Regions from separate parts of the Mus musculus genome. Here regions 1 and 2 are each linked to region 3. Evidence: chromatin contacts called from public promoter capture Hi-C data. All regions are on one chromosome and are shown on one strand. The core of a region is the stretch at or near the end of the contact, and the rest is flanking DNA. Distances in the headings are between cores, read along the strand shown. Region 1 holds the start of Slc25a17 (solute carrier family 25 (mitochondrial carrier, peroxisomal membrane protein), member 17). Region 2 holds the start of Mrtfa (myocardin related transcription factor A). Region 3 holds the start of Micall1 (microtubule associated monooxygenase, calponin and LIM domain containing -like 1).

Region 1 (2,709 bases), core at 204-2,703, 2.3 Mb after region 3:
TGAGTCTTCACAACCACTGTCAGTTCACTTGGGAGGAAGACCATTCATGTTCCTTGAGTCAAAAATTTGTCAGACACAAGCAACCCTAAGCTACACCCAAGCTATCATTAAATCCTGGTGGTTCTTATAAATCCATTCCAGGCAAATGCTCTCTTACCCCTTCCACCAATAGGTCACAGCCATCTCTTGCCTGAGAGAGATGTGCCTTCCGTATTCTACTCTCCACAGGGCAGCAGAGAGGATCGGGTTTGAAATGTCAATCAGTAAGTGCAACCACTGACCCTTTCCTACACAAAGTCATGAATCATTTGGCCCCCCATTTGCATTTCCACTTCAGTCAAACAGGTCCCTATGACCAACTGAAAACATGTCACAACAAACTTCCACCCCAGTTCTTTCATAACGAGCAAAAGGCACTTCTGGTTGATTTAAAGGAACGCGACTCTTTTGAATAAGACACCATGTAATATTCCCTCACCTACTTCTCAAGGTCTAGAAGAAAAGTGTAATATTTTCTTCCCTCTTCATAGATTACAAACGTGAGATTTGAGATTACCTGGTAAACATATGATAGAATTGGAATTAAAAAACTCAGATTACTCTTCACCGGAACATAAGCTGTCTGAATGGATAGGAATGGTCCACGGTGACTCTACATGGCTAAAGGTACATGCTGGGAGTTAGGGAAGAACATGGGAAACAGTCTGAGGAAAAGAACCAGAGGAGGAATGTTACCTGTGCCAAGAATGTGAAGTTTCAGGGAAAAGGGAAGTGTCAAATGGAAGGAACTTAGATACCTCTAAATCGAAGAACAAAGCACTTAACTCACAGTAACTATACAGGTAGTACATAACACCACCGATCTTGACTTAAAAAATAAACAAACAAACACCCTATCTTTTCCTGGCAATAAGGCTGACTAGGAATGTTCCATTAGCTATTGCCACTTGCCTGGGATAAGGTGTGACACCAGGCTGGCAGTAGACTTACAGCAAGCACCCCATCTTCACACTTAGTTTTTCCGCAGGACCAATTTGGACGAAGTTTGTGTGCAGTGAGAGTTGGGTAAGGGAAGGGTTGGCCTTAAACTTTTAAACTTCAGAAGGCAAAGAAAATAGCAATTATCTTCTTCCCTATTCCCTCTGGACCTTTGTGACTGATAGTCCAGACAGTCTCTGGGAAAGTCCAGAGGGGACTGCGGCAGAGGGTGGCTCCTGGCCTCGCCCTCCCTCTTGTAGCAGCAACTTTCCATTTATGCCCGTCCTTTTCGTTCCAGTTGTGACAGATTCGGTCCCCACATCTCCCCCGTGCCCTTCTCCCCGACCCATCCCGAGATTTACTTCGAAGCCCCAAACCCCTCCTCACCACGGCTCCGGCCACGGCGTGTACCAGACTTTCGTAGGACAGCACAGAGGCCATGGTGCCACACTTTTCACTCAGGCGCCTCAGAGTGTGCGGGTTCGTGAAAGGACCGTCTCAAGCCCCACCTCTCAGAAGTCTCCCCCGCCTCCACCAGAACGACTGCTTCCGGGTCACAGACTGCCCTGGTTCGCTGGGGAGAACAGCCGGGGAGGCGAGTGTGAAATGCCCAGGAACGCCCCTGAACATCGATTGGTCCGGATCGGTCAAGGGGCGGAGCAATGCTCAGTGGCTATGGAAGGATCTGTGTTCTGAGCACCCCCTGCAAAGGTTCCTAGCCCCTCAGTCTGTCAGTGTGCTTGCACACTAAATTGGTTAGTCAAGCCCATAAAACGGGAGGACATAAAAGTCCTTAATGACTCCTGCACCCCAGTTCCTTGCAAAATATATGTTGGCAGGCTCAGTTGTTAGTGCTTGCTTAGCATGACTACCAGCAAACCATAAACACCAGTAAACACAGTACTCAGGAAGTGGAAAGAGGATCTGGGGACTGAAGAGTTGGCTCAGTTAAGAACAAGTACTGCTTTTGCAGAGGATCCTCGTTTAGGTCCCAGTATCCCAAGCAAGTATAGTTCCAGGGGGTCTGACCTTCTCGGGTTTCCGCGCACACTAAGACATACACACACACACACACACACACACACACGACTAAATAATTTTGTTAAAAGAATTTAGTACAGAGTCACCCTCAGCTACAGAGAGAATTTGAGATTAACCTGGGCTGAGACTCGTCTCAAAACAAAAGCCAAAACAGACCTAAACCCTAAAACGTAGCCTGTAATCCCAGTACCATGGATGCTGAGAAGTGGAGTTGGCTAGCCAGAACTATAGAAACAGCGTCAAAACAAAAGCAACCCTCCAGGATAAGCTGATAGCCATAGATAAGGGGGTGGGTCAATATCTCCAACCTTCGTTTCTCCATTCAGCCATCCCAACACCCGCTGCGAGATATAGAATCAAGGCTCTGAGGCCCGGTAGTTAAACCTCTAGCATAGTTTGTTTAAACTGACAATTTGGGGCTGTATAGATATAGCTCAGCAGCTAAGAACGCTTGCTCTTCAGTTGCTATCACACAACCCTCTATGTCCCTCGGGACAGACGCCACAGCTTTCTGTCCTCTGAAAGAATCCAGGACTGCTTACATAAATGCACTCATGCACATAAAGGTAAATCTAAAAGCAAAGTCAGTATTTTACCCTTCCACTGTGATAGTCTTAAGGTTTCTATTCCTGCACAAAACATCATGACCAAGAAGCAAGTTGGGGAGAAAAGGGTTTTATTCAGTTTACA
Region 2 (2,700 bases), core at 6-2,505, 2.1 Mb after region 3:
TTTAAAACTATGTGAACCCATGAAGCATAGGTGTAATTTCATCATATTTAAGTAATGAAGTTCACATTCTTAGTCTTCACACACTTTATGCCAAAGTATTCGGGCAAGCAGTAAACTGACCACCAGTCTGTCCTTTGGTTCTGTCATCTAACAAAGAGAAATCCTGACAAAGACAAGCTATACTGTACTCACACACCTATCCAGCAGTTCTCAACATCAGGATACTCGTCTTTTCTTGGATCCCTTCCTTGTATGTGTTGAACACCATTCCAAGCGTTTTATTACGAATTCTTTCATTTACTGTCTGCATTCCAATGTAATAGGTATTGTTAGTTCCATTTTCCAGATAAGCAATCTAAACGTAGGTTTGATAATCTAACAGGGAAAGCTCCAGCACTAACCACTCTATAGTATTAGTGTTTTCTTATGGAGCGAGGAGGGCGGAAGTCATCAAAGGTACATAGACAAACAGTCACACACACATACACACACACACACACACACACACACACACACACACACACACACGCGAGACGGACACTTCTTTGGCGGTCAAGTTTCAAATCTGCGGAGCCCTGCAGACCTGGAGGCACCCATGCTGCTATATGGTCGTCAGGTCCAGGTGAACCTCCTTGCCACGAGAAGCCTGCGGATTGCACCTGGATCCTCCAGGTTTGCACAAGGGCCGGGAGAAAGCGCTCGACCGGTCGGTCCCAAGCAGATTACACACACTCGGGGAGCAGCCAGGGCGGGAACCTAGCTGCTCCCTAGCCAGCACAGCCCTGCAAGGCGGTGCACAGGTGCACGGTCGCACTCGACTGTCCTGTCGAGTGACCAGGGCTTTGAGACCCCAGCCCCTTGGGAAAGGGCGGGACTGGAGTGGAGGACTGCGGGAGGCAATCCCGGGCTCGGAGCCTACAGCGGCCGGCCGGTCCAGGGCACACGCGGAAGGGTCGAGGGGAGAAAGGATGCTCGAGCGGGGCGGGGCCGGTGGGGGAGGGGGACCCTGCCCGAACTCTCACTCACCGCCTCGTTCGCCTCCTGGCCCGGGCTCCGCGGCTCGCCCCACTCCGGTGCCAGCCGCTCACGTATCCTCCCGAGCCTCTAGTACCAGTCAGACTGCACCAAGTTAGGGAGAGGTCCGCGCAAGCCGAGGGAGCGTGGCGAGCGGGAACGAGGGGGTGGGGAGGGTGGGACGGTCGTTCTTGCCGCCGGGGACACCGCAGACACGACCGCCGCCGGCTCCACTCAGCCACGGAAGCTGCGGGCCCTCCCACCACTCCGGGTCCCGCCTCCGCACCCTCCCCCCTACCCGCCTGGGAGCGACAGCCGTATCGACCAATCAGAAACCTAGCGCCGTTAGGGCTAGCCCGATTTAGGGGGCGTTCGCCGAAGGAAGAGGAACGAGGGAGGCTAGTACGGCGGCGCGACTTCTGTGACTGACATCATAGCGCAGCCAATCGGTAACTGAGAGATGACTTCATCGCTGAAGGAAGTCTGGAACTGGCGGAGCGGCCGCCAAGAGGTGGGAGGAGGTCGGCGATGAGCCGGGGGGCGGAGTCTGGGTCTTAAAGAAACCGTAACACATCTGATCACCCTGTCAAAGGGTGACCGCGGAGCTAGCTACCTAGGGTTCGGTGCCCAGCCTGGAGGTTTAATGCAAAAATCCTGCAGTCTTCATCTTGGTCCTTCCTCCTGTCTTTGCTCCGCCGGGACTCCCAAGTCGATTATTTCACATTCGCATTTCCCGAAAGGACACAATAAATGCCGCTCTGGCCTGGAGCCCTGAACTCTGTCATGTCCCTGCCCTTCCGTGGCCAAGCGCTTTTTTTCTCTGAGTCGGTTCTCCTCCGGTAAAAGGACTGACACCTACCTGCCTAGACTGTTGAGATTATTTATCAACAGCGGAAGCGCTTGCAGCTGGAGGGAAAGAGTTGAATGAACCCAGATTTTATCCGGGGCCTCACTGCACTAAATGAATCTGGGCGGCTCTTCCAACTTTAAAATTCTAAACTGCTGGTGTGTAGCCTAAAAGTGTGTGTATGTCTGTGTGTGTGTGGGTGTGTGGGTGTATGTGTGGGAGAGAGAGAGAGAGCATAACTGCATAAATCCAACATTTAAAGAGACTTATCTACTAAAGCGGTGAGACTAGTTAAAGCCCACCCGGTCAAGTTGCTAAGAGCCACTATGGAGGCCCCTTTTCTGGAACACCACCCCTTCCCCCCAACAAAGGGGGAGAGCGCTGAAAAGGAGAAATAATTCGGACTTGGTGCCTTAGTGTTTCCGAAACACTTTCCCTTGGGAGATATAAACAACCGTCTATCTCCTCCTTTTAGGCCACCATCCACTGGATAAACTGAAGTATGATTGCCCCAGAGTCCAACGTGGAAAACCAGTGAGTTTATTGGGCTTGCTAAGAAATCATGGCTGGCCCCCAAAGCAGCGAGACCACCAAAAAGTTGCACCCCAGCATGGATGATGATGTCCCCATAGCTGCGTAGATGACATACACAGTTCAGTTAAACTTCCATAATCTACACAACTCTAGCCAAGTCACAAGACCTCAAGCAGCTAGGGCAAAATTGAGGACTTGAGAGATTCCTCTCCCCAATGAGCGGGGGGATGTTGGAGGAGGTAACTGGGATCCAGCAAGGATTCAGAGAAGCCCCCCCTAAGTCCTTCCGTCAATGCAGGAACATC
Region 3 (2,700 bases), core at 27-2,526:
TTTGGGGGGGGGGCGGTTTCAAGACAGGGTTTCTCTGTGTAGCCCTGGCTGTCCTGGAACTCACTCTGTAGACCAGGTTGGCCTCGAACTCAGAAATCCACCTGCCTCTGCCTCCGAGTGCTGGGCTTACAGGCATGCACCACCAATGCCCAGCTTCTGCCCAGTTTTTAAGTTTTGAAACAAGTCTCTTGTAGCCCAGGCTGGCAAGCACCTCTCGGGCATAAACTACAAGGCTCTATCTTCATTTTCAAGATATGAAACTATAATTCAAGGTGACACAAGATCACGTTGCTGGGGAGGGAGGGAACCAGGATTTGAGCCTGGGTTAACAGAACTCCAAAATCCTGTTTCAGATGACTAAAACCCTGTTCATTCCCTCAGAAGGGAGCAGCAGACTCATTCCTACAAGCTACACATAGGTCAGAGTGATGTCACCATCTCTGCGGGGCTGATTCATCAGCCTGGGTTTATTTAGGAGGCGCCTCTGGGGGAGGGGTCTCCTGGTGGGGTCTTGAAGAAACTATCAAACCAGGCGTTGGAAGCAGAGGTTTTCCTCTGTGTCGGTTTCTAGGTCCTTTCAGCAAGAGCCCAGCCATTCTAAAAGTTGAAGAGACAGAGCCCCGGAAGGATCTATGATCCCCTAGTTTACACGGAGAGAGGGAACCAGAAAGGACCAACTTGGTTGTGGGGTCCCCAGCCTGTCATACTACATAGCTCTCTGGCCTGGTGGTAGTAAAGGTGTTTGGATCCCCTAGGCAGGCCGTGGGGGGAGGGGCGGGCGTTCGAAGTGTTGTAGCGCGGTGGGGTATGGAAGAAAGCTGGTGGCCATCTGGAGGTCTGGGATCTGTGGGGAAAGTGCCTCGACTTTCAGACCAGTCGTGGGTGTGGTTCAGAGAAGTCAGTGAGGAGAATCTGAAGGTTCCTAAGGGTGAGCTTGAGGCAGGCTAGCAGCAAAGCCAGAGTGTCCCACCTCTTGGGGTAGGAGGGCCTGGGGAGACTGCGGGGTGGCGTTGGGGAGGGGCTAGCCAGCGAGGAGTTGTCCCTTCTTCCAGGAGGGGCTCCCCAAGGGAAGGGTTGACTCGATCTGGAGGAGAGGGGCTATGTGGGGCGTCCGCCCTTCCGGGGAAGGGGCTCGACGGCGGGGGCGGGGCCGCAGGGTGGGGCCCCATCCTCCTCGCGCTCCCCCGCGACGCGGGCGGGCAGGGGCGGGGACGGAGGCGGTGGGCGCCCGCGGCCGGCCCACAATGAGGACAGCGGGCCGCGGTGAGTAAGCGGCGGCCGCCCGGGCCGGGCCACGCGGGGCGGAGGCTTCGCGGGCAGGTCGGGGCAGGCTGGCCGGGCGGGGTCGGGAGCCGAGTCCGCAGCCCTAGCCGCGCCAGAGCGGAGCGAAGACACCGAGGCCCCGCCCCGGCCGCCGGTGGCGCCCCGACCTCCGAGCCGCGCCGCAGACACAGCCGGAAACTGGCCCTGCCGGAGCGCAAGCGGCAGCCCAGTGCCACCTGACCCCGAGTCGGAGCCACACGAACCGGAGCCCAAGTCCGAGCCCCAGTCCGGGCCGTCTCCGAGCCGGGCCTGCCATGGCGGGGCCGCGGGGCGCTCTCCTGGCCTGGTGTCGCCGCCAGTGCGAGGGCTACCGCGGCGTGGACATCCGCGACCTGAGCAGCTCCTTCCGGGACGGCCTGGCTTTCTGCGCCATCCTGCACCGGCACCGGCCCGACCTGCTGTGAGTGCCCGGGGTGCGCGAGCGAGCACGCGGGGCTGGGGACCGCCGCTCCCCTCAATGACGCGGTGGCACGCGCCGCCCTGAGAGGTCCGGGACCTCACACCCGCCGCTTCTGAACGCGGAGCAGGGCCACCCGAGACCCCAAGACCGTGCACCCCCTCCCCCACCTCGGGCCACTGGTGTCAGGCTCTGACCTCTAAGAGGGAACTCTGACCCGTCCTTCGGGACGTCGTTACTCTAGGCTCCAGCAGAAATACTGAGCCTCGCTTCCTCCATTGGCGTCAGAGCATAGTAACCCCAAACTTGACTGTAGGAGATGAGAATATGCCACTCCCCCAGTTAGGCTTCCTTTAAGTTCGAGCTGGTCCCCGGGTGCTCTGGGAGGCTGACTTCTTTCTAATAGAAATTTACATCTTTGTAAGGGCACCTACCGGAAAGGGTCTTCAGAAAGAATGCGGCCCCAGATCACTTCCTACCTGGGAGAAGCTGCCGGGCTTCGGCTTTACTCACTTCCCCATCCTTCCCTCCCCTAGAAGACAAACCCCATTCCTTTCTATAGATAAGCGGCTATCATCCGGCACAGCAAGTCCCATATTTTGTGGGACTTCCGTGGGAATGTAGGTCATTAGTTTTAATTCTCTCTTCAGCTAGTTTGCCATTTACATTTAAGGCGCAAAGAACCTAGAGGGATGGAGGAGAAAGCTTTTGTAAGGCACTTTGGGCAGATACTCTGTAGGGCACTAACCCCGTTTCTGGCACAGGGTTCCTAGCTAAATGGCTGTCAGGTGACTGCGGGTACACTACTTCCCCAAACCACCTCGATAGGAATCTGTCTAGGTGTATGGTCCCGCGGCTCTGCTGGTTACAGTGGGGAACAAAGATGGAGCAGAAATTAGGAGCCAGGCAGGGGAGGTCTCTAGTGCAGCTGACAACTGCCAATCTGAAGCTTCCGGCTGGAATGTGGATCCCTCCTACCT

What was found. Promoter capture Hi-C pulls out the DNA fragments that hold promoters and counts their contacts.
Region 1: a promoter capture Hi-C map of pre-B cells shows a contact between it and region 3, with 5 times the contacts expected there. The contact joins the promoter of Slc25a17 here to the promoter of Micall1 in region 3.
Region 2: a promoter capture Hi-C map of liver shows a contact between it and region 3, with 4 times the contacts expected there. The contact joins the promoter of Mrtfa here to the promoter of Micall1 in region 3. A contact is called at or near these places in 2 of 39 promoter capture datasets (liver and pre-B cells).

The regions. Positions count from the first base shown.
Region 1 is chr15:81,359,312-81,362,020 of GRCm38.p6, forward strand. It overlaps Slc25a17 (solute carrier family 25 (mitochondrial carrier, peroxisomal membrane protein), member 17), which reads right to left and starts at 1,454. Exons shown (of 9, transcript NM_011399.3): 1 at 1,366-1,454. The coding sequence starts at 1,419.
Region 2 is chr15:81,189,481-81,192,180 of GRCm38.p6, forward strand. It overlaps Mrtfa (myocardin related transcription factor A), which reads right to left and starts at 1,256. Exons shown (of 14, transcript NM_001082536.2): 1 at 1,027-1,256. 4930483J18Rik (RIKEN cDNA 4930483J18 gene) reads left to right here and starts at 1,373. Exons shown (of 2, transcript NR_015603.1): 1 at 1,373-1,525; 2 at 2,337-2,700.
Region 3 is chr15:79,107,707-79,110,406 of GRCm38.p6, forward strand. Micall1 (microtubule associated monooxygenase, calponin and LIM domain containing -like 1) reads left to right here and starts at 1,277. Exons shown (of 16, transcript NM_177461.1): 1 at 1,277-1,723. The coding sequence starts at 1,578.